2 separate regions of the Rattus norvegicus genome follow, and region 2 is linked to region 1. A link is a contact called in public Hi-C data. All regions are on one chromosome and are shown on one strand. The core of a region is the stretch at or near the end of the contact, and the rest is flanking DNA. Distances in the headings are between cores, read along the strand shown.

Region 1 (5,772 bases), core at 1,977-4,476:
ATGTGAGGGTTCCTCTATTAAGCATTTATTATGTATAATATGTTGTGGGGTGTGTGCGTGTGTGTGTGTGTGTGTGTGTGTGTGTGCATGTCTGCATGTCACATTACACATGTGAAGTTGTGAGACTTGTTTTCTCCATCCGCCTTATCATGGCTTCTGGGGACCCTGGGCTGCCCACCTTATGCAGCAAGCACTTCATGGCTAAGCCACCTCAATGACCCTCCAAGCACAAAGCTCTTTGTTTTAAAGATTTGTTTGTTTATTTTATACACGGTCGGGCATCAGATCCCACTACAGTTGGTTGCAAGCCGCCGTATGTGGGTGCTGGGAATTGAACTCAGGACCTCCGGAAGAGCAGCCAGTGCTCTTAACCGCTGAGCCATCTCTCCAGCCCCTGTTGCTGTTGATTTTGTTTAAAGATTTCTGGAGGTTTAGCTCAGTGGTAGAGCGCTTGCCTAGCAAGCGCAAGGCCCTGGGTTCGGTCCCCAGCTCTGAAAAAAAGAAGAAAAAAAAAAGATTTCTGCACGTATTTTCATGAGTGCCTGCCCTGGTGAATGCATACCACACTCATGATGGGTGTCTGCAGAGGCCGGACAGAGGGGTTGAATCCCTGCGTTTGGAGAGATAGGCAGTTGTGATCTGCCATGTGGATGCTGGGAATTCAACCCAGGCCCTCTGGAAAGGCAGTACCCTTAACTGCTGAGCTATCCCTCCAGCTCTTCCAGCCCCCCTGCCCCCTTTTAAGTTTGATTTTTAAATATTTAAAAAAATTTTTAGACAGGGCTTCTCTGTGCAGCCTTAGCTGTCCTGGAGCTCACTCTGCAGACGAGGCTGACCCCGAATTCAGAACTCATAGATTGGCCTGCCTCTGCCTCCTAAGTGTTGGGATTAAAGGCATGTGCCACCACCTTCTGGCTTGAAATGTTTTGGGTTTTTTTTGTTTTTTGTTTTTTGTTTTTTTGTTTTATTTATTTATTTACTTATTTATTTATTTATTTATTATATATAAGTACACTGTAGCTGTCTTCAGATACACCAGAAGAGGGCATCGGATCTCTTTACAGATGGTTGTGAGCCACCACGTGGTTGCTGGGAACTGAACTCAGGACCTCTGGAAGAGCAGTCGGGTGCTCTTAACCACTGAGCCATCTCTCCAGCCCTGTTTTTTGTTTTTTTTGATACTGTTATTCAATCTGAATTGCTCATACATAAAAATATGGTATTTTACAAGTCCTTCATTAATAGGGAAATATAAGCAAAAGTATTTTCTGCTACTACAAATAAATCCCCCATCCAACTCTTTGGGATCTTTTTAAGTTCTTAAAACCTGCACATAGCTTGGGGATTTAGCTCAGTGGTAGAGCGCTTGCCTAGCAGGCACAAGGCCCTGGGTTTGGTCTCCAGCTCCGAAAAAAAGAAAAGAAAAAAAAAAAAGAAAAGAAAAGAAAACCTGCACATAGGGGCTGGAGAGATGACTCAGCAGTTAAGAGCATTGGCTGCTCTTCCAGAGTTCAATTACCAGCATCTACATGGTGTCTCACAATCATTCCCTCTTCTGGCCTACAGGCCTTCATGCAGACAGACCCCTCATATACATGAAATAAATAGAACGTTGGAGAGGCAGGGCATGGTGATGCGTGCCTTTAGTCCCAGCACTCCGAAGGCAGAGCCAGGTGGATCTGAGTTCGAGGCCAGCCTGATCTACAGAGTGAGTTCCAGGACTACACAGAGAAACAGGGAAAATCTGTCTTGAAAAACCAAAACCAAAATGGGCTGGAGAGATGGCTCAGTGGTTAAGAGCACTGACTGGTCTTCTAGAGGTCCTGAGTTCAATTCCCAGAACCCAGATGGTGGCTCACAACCTTCTATGGGATCTGATGCCCTCTTCTGGTTTACAGATATATATGCAGACGAAACATTGATATGCACAAAATAAATAAATCTTAAAAAAAAAAAAAAAAAAGAAAAACCAAAAATAAAAAAGAAAGAACGAGGGAAAGTAGAGAGAAAAAAGTTGAATAATGGAGTATGCCTTTAATCCCAGCATTTAGAAGATAAAGGCCAGGTGGATCTTTTGAGTTTGAGACTAGCCTGGTCTACATAACAAGTACTGGATACACAATAACGAGTACTGGATACATAGCGAAACCCTGTTGCAAGGTTGCTGTGCAAAGTGCCCAGCAGAGGGCATGACCCTAAGTGAGGACTCAGTCAACAGCATCTCTGGTGACAGTTGCTGTTGGCAGGGATGGGCTGTTTCCATGTTCCTGGCTCTGTTGGCAGAATTAGCTGTAAGGAAATTTGGGAAAGGTGGCCTGAGACTAAAGGTTATAGGTGCGGCACCTAGGAAACTTCAATGGTGAGAAGTGCTGTGGGGCAGGTCCCACAGATCTGTTTCTGCCGCCCCAGGAAGTGTCAAGAGCACACCGGTGGCACGCGATGAGGTGGGGGTCGGTGCTTACCAAACTCACGCCGGCGATTCTTGCGCAGGATGCAGGCTAAGTACTCCTTGCCCTCGACCGTCTCATGCCAGTCTGGGACAATCACCGAACCGTGCATGGGAAGTCTGGCCATGGTTGAGCAAGTTAGCAAGGTAAGGGTGTGTCCGAATACTGGGAGTAGGAGTGGAGAGAGGGGCAACCATTATCCCAAGGCGACCCCCGTGACCTTAATCTCTCTCTGGTTTTCTTTTGGAACCTGGATCCCCCTCCGGAAGGTGAATTTCCATAGCTCTGTTCTTCCTCATTGCTCTCTGGGGAACTAGCCCATCCTTGTCCTGGGAAGGTATTTCCACAAGCTCCCTCTGCCTTATCTCCTTCTGAGGCCCGCTTCGCCTCTACTCCCTCAATTCCGATTCCCGGGACCACCAACCTTCACAGTCCCCGCTAGCAGGGTGACGATCTTTTAAAAGCCCGCCCTTCTTCTGCCCTGCCTGCAGAGCCTGCTTCCGCCAGGCCTAGACGCTGTCCACGAAGCGCATGTGCAGGAATGTTGCCATGGCGACGCAGGCGGAGGAGGGGCTCCTGAATTTAGGCCGGTTTTTTGGGGGTTTTGCAAGGTCTGCAGCTCCTCCCAGGATCTTACTCGGCTTTACCACTGTGAGCTCATATTTTCCTGTCAAACATGATCATCTCCTCAAGGAAAGAGGCTTCCTCAGTTTTCTGCGCCTCTGTTTCCTTTTCTACAAAGTGGACATTATTTCCTTTCTTTTTTCCTTTCCCTTTCTGTCCTTTCCCCTTGCCCCGCCCCCTTTCCTTCCCCCTCCCCCTCCCCTCCTCCTCCTTTCGAGACAGAGTTTCTCTATGTAATAGCCTTGATGGTCCTGAAACTCACTCTGTAGATCAGGCTATCCCTGAATTCACAAAGATTCCCCTGCCTCTGCCTCTCGTAGTGCTGGGATTAAAGGCGTGTGCCACTGTATCTGGTCTTTTATTTATTTATCCACCCTCACAGGGTTCTTTACCACAGTACTGGGCAGCACAGCTCAGCGGGTTTAGTTATTATGCGCCTGTCATCAACACTACAGCCTCATCGATCCTGCTCAGCAGGTCCAGAGTCAGAGACCTCTGGATTGAGGTATCAAGGGACTCTGTATGAGGTCTGAATAAAGAGCCATTTGTCTACTAATAGATTTGTTCATTCCTGTCATTCAACAAGGACCAAGCCCCACGGTGTACCCAGCGTCTGGTTGGTGCTGGGGAGGCAAGGGTGAGCTGGAAGTCCTACCCTGGGACTGGATGCTCCAGCCCGGACCTGTGCAACCCCGAAGATGGCAGTAAATGCATGTGAGCTGGACAAGATGAGCGAGTGTCTGAGGCACTCTGGGAGGTGTCTGTTATCTTCACCAGCATCTTGAACAGTATCTTCCAGGAGAGCCAGCCACTGTTTTGTAAGGCATGAGTTAAGTAGGCTCTGTGAGGGCCGCTTGCCCTGGAGTCTGAACATTTATCTCTATAATACGCAGTTTTATGTCTTTGCTACTACAGACGAAGAAGCCGGAATCCAGCTAGTCGGTGGAAAAACAGACTCAGAAGCCTGGGTTACCTGACACGTTATCTACCCAGCCAGATTGGGTTCTGGGTTTTCAACACCTCACCCTCGGCACCTAGGAGATGCCAGTGAAGCCAATAGCACCCGGGGTGGGGGGCAGGGAGGGCACAAACCCACAAGAGGCAGACAGAGGTGGGGAAGGGAGGAGCCGTGCAAGAGAGGGTGCTTCACTCACTGGCTTACAGGGTAGCAAGGCAGAAGTACAAGAGGAAGTCATTCCTACAGGACTCTGTGGCCAGAGAGAACCCATTGCGCATGCTCCTGGGTTGAGGTCCCTTCTGTAGTGCTAGGGAACTATCTGCCCAGTCAGGATTGTCCATAGATATTCACAGCTCTCCCCACAGGCCGGGAACGCTTAGATCTGAATTGTCTTTGGGCTTCTAGGCTTCACATTCAGCCTTGCCCAGGTCTGGCTAGTGGGGGACAAGAGTCCGCACATTTAACACATGTATTAGAATGCTGATAGCACCATAAACTGGGGGCTCATACGACAGAGAAGTATTTCCGTGCAGCTGAGGCTGAACAGCCAACGTCGATGTGGGGTCCTTCCCTTTTCTGGAGACAAGCTCTCACTATGTACTCCAGATCAGCCTGGTAAACTCCTGATCCTCTTGGGTGCTGGAATTCCAAGTGTAGACCTCCATGGTGGCTTTTGCTGCTCGCCCACCCTCTTTCTTGTTTCAGTCAAACGTACCGACCTGCTATCATGACAACCCTCCAGCAACTGGATAGCTAGTGGATCTCCTGACTGTGGGGGAAAGGAGGTGCAGAGCAGAGAGTATCAGAGAAAAAGGCTCTGAAAGAGGCCGGTGAGGTGACTTAGCTCACCGGACGGTGGGTGTAGGATGTGAGTGGTCTGGCCAGAGGTGGGTGCTGTCAGTCATGGATGGGTGGGGACTCCCTAGTTACAGACAGAGCAAGCAGGGCCTTTCTTCCTGATGTTCCTTCTACCTGGTCTTCTGATAGCTTCTCCACAGTCAGCTCTCAGCTGAGACGAGCCTCTCCTAAGGCCTCCTGGGATCAGTTAGGATATGTGGTAGTAGTTAGTCTCCACAGGTCAGAGCACTCACTGCCAAGTCTGATAATGGCCCGAGTTTGATCCCTGGGGCCCACATAGTGGGAGACAAAATTCCTGAGACCCACATGACAGATCACACATTATCTTTTGACTGTGGCATATGTGCATCTATGAAATACAAACACACACAGACCCAGACACACACAGAAATACACACACACAGATGCACACACAGGCATACACAATACACATGCAGAAACACACAGGCACACACACACACACACACACACACACACACACTTGAAATAAGAGAGGCTGGAGAGATGGCTTAGCAATGAAGAGTGTTTACTGCTTTGTCAATCTGTCAGAGGGCTGGATCCGAGCACCCACATCTAGTGGCTTACAAACGTGTGTAATCCCAGCTCCAGGGGATCTATCACCCTCTTTTAGCCTCCATAAATATCACACGCACACACATTTAAAAATTAAAATCCTTCTGGAAGAGCCCAGCCCCACGGGCACACCCTCTCTGCTTTGCTGTTTATAGACTCATCTGGCCCTTGCTCCGGACTCCAGGCTCAAGTGTAAAGTCCACAGGGCGGGGTGCCACCTGCTAAGCATCAGACACAATGCACGCGTTGAGCGCAGTGGTGGGTGCTGCTCAGTAACCTCCTCCTCCAGCAGCTCCACTCAGTCACGAGGCT
Region 2 (6,002 bases), core at 1,493-3,992, 52 kb before region 1:
ATTATGTGGTCTTTTTCTTTGAGTTTGTTTACATAGTGGATTACGTTGGTGGAGTTCTGGATATTGAACCATCCCTGCATGCCTGGGATGAAGCCTACTTGATCATGATGGATGATCATTTTGATGTCTTCTTGGATTTGGTTTTCAAGAAGTTTGGGTTGTGCCTTCATTTCCATTAAATTCTAATAAGTCTTTAATTTCTTTCTTATATTTTTGGTTGTGAGCCTAGCCTTTAACGGCTGAGCCATCTCTCCAGCCCTAATTTCTTTCTTTATTTCTTCCATGACCAAGTTATCATTGAGTAGAGCATTGTTCAACTTTGTATATGTATATGTGGGCTTTCTGTTGTTTTTGTTGTAATTGAAGACCAGCCTTAGTCTGTGGTGATCTAATAGGATGCATCTTCTGACCCATTATGGTTTCAGTTTTGGAGAAGGTACCATGAGGTACTGAGAAGAAGGTATATTCTTTTTGTTGTTGTTGTTGGTTTAGGATGAGATGTTCTGTAGATATCTGTTAAATCCATTTGGTTCGTAACTTCTGTTAGTTTCACTGTGTGTCTGCTACGTTTCTGTTTCCATGATCTGTCCATTGATGAGAGTGGGGTGCTGAAGTTTCCCACTATTACTGTGTGAGGTGCAATGTGTGCTTTAAGCTTTAGTGAAGTTTCCTTTATGAATGTGGGTGCCCTTGCATTTGGAGCACAGATGTTCAGAATTGAGAGTTCCTCTTGGTAGATGTTCCCTTTGATGTGTATGAAGTGTCCTTTCTTGTCTTTTTTGATAACTTTTGGTTGAAAGTCGATTTTATTCGATATTAGAATGGCTACTCCCGCTTGTTTCTTGGGTCCATTTGCTTGGAAATTTTTTTTCCAGCCTTTTACTCTGAGGTAGTGTCTGTCTTTGTCACTGAGGTGTGTTTCCTCTATTCATCAAAATGCTGGGTCCTGTTTTCGTATCCAGTCTGTTTGTCTATGTCTTTTTTTACTGGGAAATTGAGTCTATTGATGTTGAAAGATATTAGGGACCAATGATTATTGTTTCCTGTTATTTTTGTTGTTAGAGGTGGAATTATGTTTGTGTGGCTATCTTCTTTTGGGTTTGTTGAAAGAAGATTACTTTCTTGCTTTTTCTAGGGTGAGGTTTCCCTCCTTGTGTTGGAGTTTTCCGTCTATTATCCTTGGTAGGGCTGAATTTGTATAAAGATATTGTGGAAATTTGGTTTTGTCATGGAATATCCTGGCTTCTCCGTCTATGGTAATTGAGAGTTTTGCCTAGGCTGGCATTTGTGTTCTCTTAGGGTCTGTATGACATCTGCCCAGGATCTTCTGACTTTTAGTCTCTGGTGAGAAGTCTGGTGTTATTCTGATAGGTCTACCTTCATATGTTACTTGACATTTTCCCCTTACTGCTTTTAATATTCTTTATTTGTTTTTTGCATTTGGTGTTTTGACTATTATGTGATGGGAGGAATTTCTTTTCTGGTCCAATCTATTTGGAGTTCTGTAGGCTTCTTGTATGTTTATGGGCATCTCTTTCTTTAGGTTAGGGAAGTTTTCTTCAATAATTTTGTTGAAGATATTTACTGGCCCTTTAATTTGGGAATCTTCTCTCTCTTCCATATCTATTATCCTTAGGGTTGATCTTCTCATTGTGTCCTGGATTTCCTGGATGTTTTGGGTTAGGAAATTTTTGCATTTTGCATTTTCTTTGAAGGTTGTGTCAGTGTTTTCTATGGTATCTTCTGCCCCTGAGATTCTCTCTTCTATCTCTTGTATTCTGATGATAATGCTTGCATCTATGACTCCCGATCTCTTTCCTAGGTTTTCTATCTCCAGGATTCTCTCCCTTTGTTCTTTCTTTATTGTTTCTATTTCCATTTTTAGATCCTGGACAGTTTTGTTCAATTCCTTAACCTGTTTGGTTGTGTTTTCTGTAATTCTTTAAGGAATTTTTGTGTTTCCTCTTTAAGGGCCTCTACTTGTTTACCTGTGTTGTCCTGTATTTCTTTTTTTTTAAAGATTTATTTATTTAATGTATGTGAGTACACTGTAGCCTTCTTTAGACACACCGGAAGAGGGCATCTGATCTCATTACAGATGGGATTTGAACTCAGGACCTCTGGAAGAACAGTCAGTGCTCTTAACCACTGAGCCATCTCTCCAGCCCTGTCCTGTATTTCTTTAAGGGAGTTATTTATGTCCTTTAAGTCCTCTATCATCACCATGAGATGTGATTTTAAATCTGAATCTTGCTTTTCCAGTGTAATGGGGTATCCAGGACTTGCTGCAATGGGAGAACTGGGTTCTGATGATGCCAAGTAGTCTTGGTTTCTGTTGCTTAGGTTCTTGCACTTGCCTCTTGCCATCTGATTATCTCTGGTGTTAGTTGGTTTTGCTGTTTCTGACTGCAGCTTGTCCCTCCTGTGAGCATGTTACCCTGTGAACTTAGGAGTGACATCACTCCTGGGAGATCAGCTCTTCCTGGGCAGGATTTGTGCATTTTATTCTTATCTCTGTGTTTTGCTGTGACACTGTAATTGTCACTTTAGCAACGACAAGCATCTGGTGGTTTCTCCTATTTTGACAGTCAGTGGTTAGTCCTGTGAACAACTTCTCTGTCGGGACATCCGGACCCCTTTCTGTTGGGTGCGCGCCAAGGAGGGTGGCAGACGCTGACTCATGGGGAGGCTTGGGCCCCGTAGATGCAATGAGCTGTGATCAAAGCAATCTTTCCGATTCACAACGTCTTACTGGCTTTTCTTCAGGAAAATCCCCACTGACTCCACGGATGCCAATTCTGGATCGCCTGCACTTCCCAGCATGCCCAGCAGGGGGAGCCACAAAACTCCGAGATTAAGAATAGAGTTCTCTGCCCAGAGAAGACACAAGTGGGTGTAGGACAGAAGCGGGGAGGATGAGGGAAGGGAGAAAAGAAGAGGAGGGAAGGACTGAAAGCTGGAGAAAGGAAAAGAGAGAGAGGGAAGGCAGGAGGGATCCAACAAAGAAGACAATTCGTGGGGCCCTGTGCTGCCAGATACCCTGGAGCTTCAGAAATCTAGTAACTGAACTCATTGATTCTGAGTAGCCACAGGGTGCTATAGGAATGGGCTGGGGCTTTGTCGGTGTTTTTATTTTGGCTTTTCAAGACAGAGTTTCTTTGTTTTAACAGCCCCAGCTGTCCTGGAACACACTCCGTAGATCAGGCTGGCCTCAAACTCAAAGAGATCTGCCTCCTTCTGGCTCCCAAGTGCTAGGATTAAAGGCATGAGCCACCACTGCCTAGGCTTTAATTGTCCTCTTAACGGGATCTTTAGCCCAGGCTGGGGTGCAACTTGCTACCAGGGATGAGCTTGAATTTGCAACACTCTTGCCTCTACCTTAAGTACCTAGGTTACAGGTATACCTCACTACCAGTTTATGAGGTGCAGGGGGCTGAACCCAGGATTTTATGCATGCTAGAGAAGCACTCTACCACCTGAGCTACATCCTGTTGTGTGACAGAGCTTCTCCTGGGGAGATGCAACACACCGGTCTAGTCACCCCAGATAGGGAGCTCACAACAGACCAAAGTAGGGACACCACCAAAGGTCTCCTTGGTGAACCAATGACTTTCGTTGGAGTTACTTACAGGAGTGTGGGTGAGGGGTCACTTACAGGAGCAGAAATGACCCAAAAACATCTGCATCACCAAGGCCAACCCAAGCACGGCTGACAGACCACAAACTAGGAACCCGTAGCCCACTGCACAGCCTGCAGGTAGCTCAACAGGTTGGAGTATCCTTTCCAGGCGACTGTAGTCAAGATCACTTCCAGGCAGCTAGGATGGTTTCTGCCTCTTCCCAGCCGCTGGTCTCAGAGTCCTCTTTGCTTCTCAGCTTCCTTCTCTCTGAGAGGAAACCTCGGTTGTTTTTTGTTTGTTTGTTTGTTTGTTTGTTTTTTCCTTTCTTACTCTGGCTGGGAGGGGCCAGGTGAATCTGGTCAATTTCAGGGACTTCCTGAAGCTATTTCTAGTTTTTACCTTCCTGTTTAAAGAGTTTCCCCACAGGATGAAATGTTTCAGTCTTGAAGGAAACTGTTACACACACATATCCTCAGCCCATGGTTTTCTATTTAAAAATTATTACTTTGTAGCAAGAGAGCTTTGGTTTCTTTAAAAACCCAGTTATGTTTTGTAAACATGTTTTTGTTTTAATCCCAGGTGTGGAATATGAGGCTGCTTCAGATTGTCCACAGCAGCTGACTATTTGACTTCTGGGTTCTCTAGCCATGGTGTGATACTGCTGGCTGCAGATAGTTTAATACTGAGGACTCTGTAGAGGGTAAAAATACCAGAGCCCTGAAAGAGGGAGCTCTGAAAGAAGAAGAGGAGGAAGAGGAAGAGGAGGAAGAGGAGGAGGAGGAAGAGGAGGAAGAGGAGGAGGAAGAGGAAGAGGAGGAGGAAGAGGAAGAGGAGGAGGAAGAGGAAGAGGAGGAGGAAGAGGAGGAGGAGGAGAAAGAGGAGGAGGAAGAGGAGGAGGAAGAGGAAGAGGAGGAGGAAGAGGAGGAGGAGGAGAAAGAGGAGGAAGAGGAGGAGGAGGAGGAAGAGGAGGAGGAAGAGGAGGAAGAGGCAGAGGAGGAAGAGGAGGAGGAAGAGGAGGAGGAGAAAGAGGAGGAAGAGGAAGAGGAGGAGGAGGAGGAGGAGGAGGAGGAGGAGGAGGAGGTGGTGGTGGTGGTTTTTCCTCTTCCCGGTTCCTGCTCCTGTGACTGTTGTTGCTGGTTTGTCCAATGCTTGAGAAAAGAGACAAGGAGAAGAAGTTGGAGGTATCCTGACTAGACGAAGATTGGACTTAACCCAAGGAACTCAATACCCCTATTCAGCAGGTGTGGGGCAGTGGGCCATGCCAGAAAACTTGAGTAAGTTCAAGGGATTCAGAAACCTAGGCACCATCATGCATGAGGGTAGTCAGTGCTTCACCTACTCCCGACCAGATTTCTGTCCTGAAGCATATGACCACTGTAGCATTGGGACGCATTCACAAACCCCAAAGGACCAATCAGGAGCTGATCTGATGCCATCACACCAGGGTCTTTATTCAGAAGCTGGAGCTTGGATTTAACTCACTGCTGACCCACAGGATAGTTCTGGTGGAGAAAAGCCCCGAACACTCATCGGGACAAGGTTTTATAGGAAATGACAAGCACGAGGTGTTTCTAGCCTAGCTAGCATCTAATTGGGGAGGGCTACTGTGGCCTTTAACATAATTGGCTGGTGCCGGGAGCCAAGACAGAAACTTAACTTCTGCTTTCCTCCTGCTTGGTTGTTGTGAGGCGGGGGTGGGCTTGTGAACTGGAGGTGCACATTTTTTGGGGGGAATAACCTGGAAACTGGTGTTACACGATGGATTTGTTGGGGTGGTGGGGGTAGTAACCTGGAGACTCAGGAAACTGGTGCTAGATACCAGGCCCGTTAGTTTACTTGAGTACAAACTTAGGTCAGGTTCTGTAAGATGGAGTCTGAACCCCAAAAATTTGGTCTCTCACCATGACCCCCCAACATAAAGAACATGACCACTAGTCACGTAAGACAGAACACAGAGTTCTCCATGATAATGAGGTATCTAGATGGGCCCTGAGGGTTTAGCCAGTAAGTGTCTCTTCCTAGACGTTCCTCCCTGCAGAAGTTATTTAATCTCTGGTCCACCCTGAGGAAGTTGCGTGCACCCATTTTCCACGATGAACAATGAATAAACAGTCGGGGATCAAGGACTGCCTCTCTCGCCAAGAACCTCCGTGGGGGAAGCCTTTCTCATACAGAGCTGCGCTGCCTAAGTCTCCCTCTGAAGGCTCCTCAGAGCTCGAGGACACTTGGTCCTAAGCAAAGCCGGAGGTCTCCCTGCCCATTCCCAACTCCTCCAGCTTCCCAGTGGTAGCTGGGTATCCAGGAGTTAGGGAACACCAGTTTCAGCCCCAGCCTGCATAAGCGGGAGGTAGTTGAAAGAGACCTACATCCCCATTCCTCTCT

The links. Hi-C and Micro-C count contacts between places; a contact is called where the count stands out from the background.
Region 2: a Hi-C map of frontal cortex shows a contact between it and region 1, with 3 times the contacts expected there. The contact joins the enhancer-like site here to the promoter of LOC120103024 in region 1. A contact is called at or near these places in 12 of 12 Hi-C or Micro-C datasets (the A7r5 cell line, the Rat2 cell line, Schwann cells and 7 more) and 1 of 1 datasets of contacts at active chromatin or transcription factors (oligodendrocytes).

Annotation. Positions count from the first base shown.
Region 1 is chr5:158,795,700-158,801,471 of GRCr8, reverse strand. LOC120103024 (ciliogenesis and planar polarity effector 2-like) reads right to left here and starts at 3,226. Exons shown (of 6, transcript XM_039111335.2): 1 at 2,872-3,226. It overlaps Cplane2 (ciliogenesis and planar polarity effector complex subunit 2), which reads right to left and starts at 2,969. Exons shown (of 3, transcript NM_001109272.1): 1 at 2,872-2,969; 2 at 2,463-2,612; 3 at 2,021-2,289. The coding sequence starts at 2,574. The coding sequence ends at 2,087.
Region 2 is chr5:158,846,976-158,852,977 of GRCr8, reverse strand. No RefSeq gene overlaps it. Among named protein-coding and RNA genes, the nearest start is that of Arhgef19, 31 kb to the right of the region's middle. Within about 2 kb of position 2,742, at least 4 of the 93 cell types and tissues checked have an H3K27ac peak or open chromatin away from gene starts, as enhancers often do.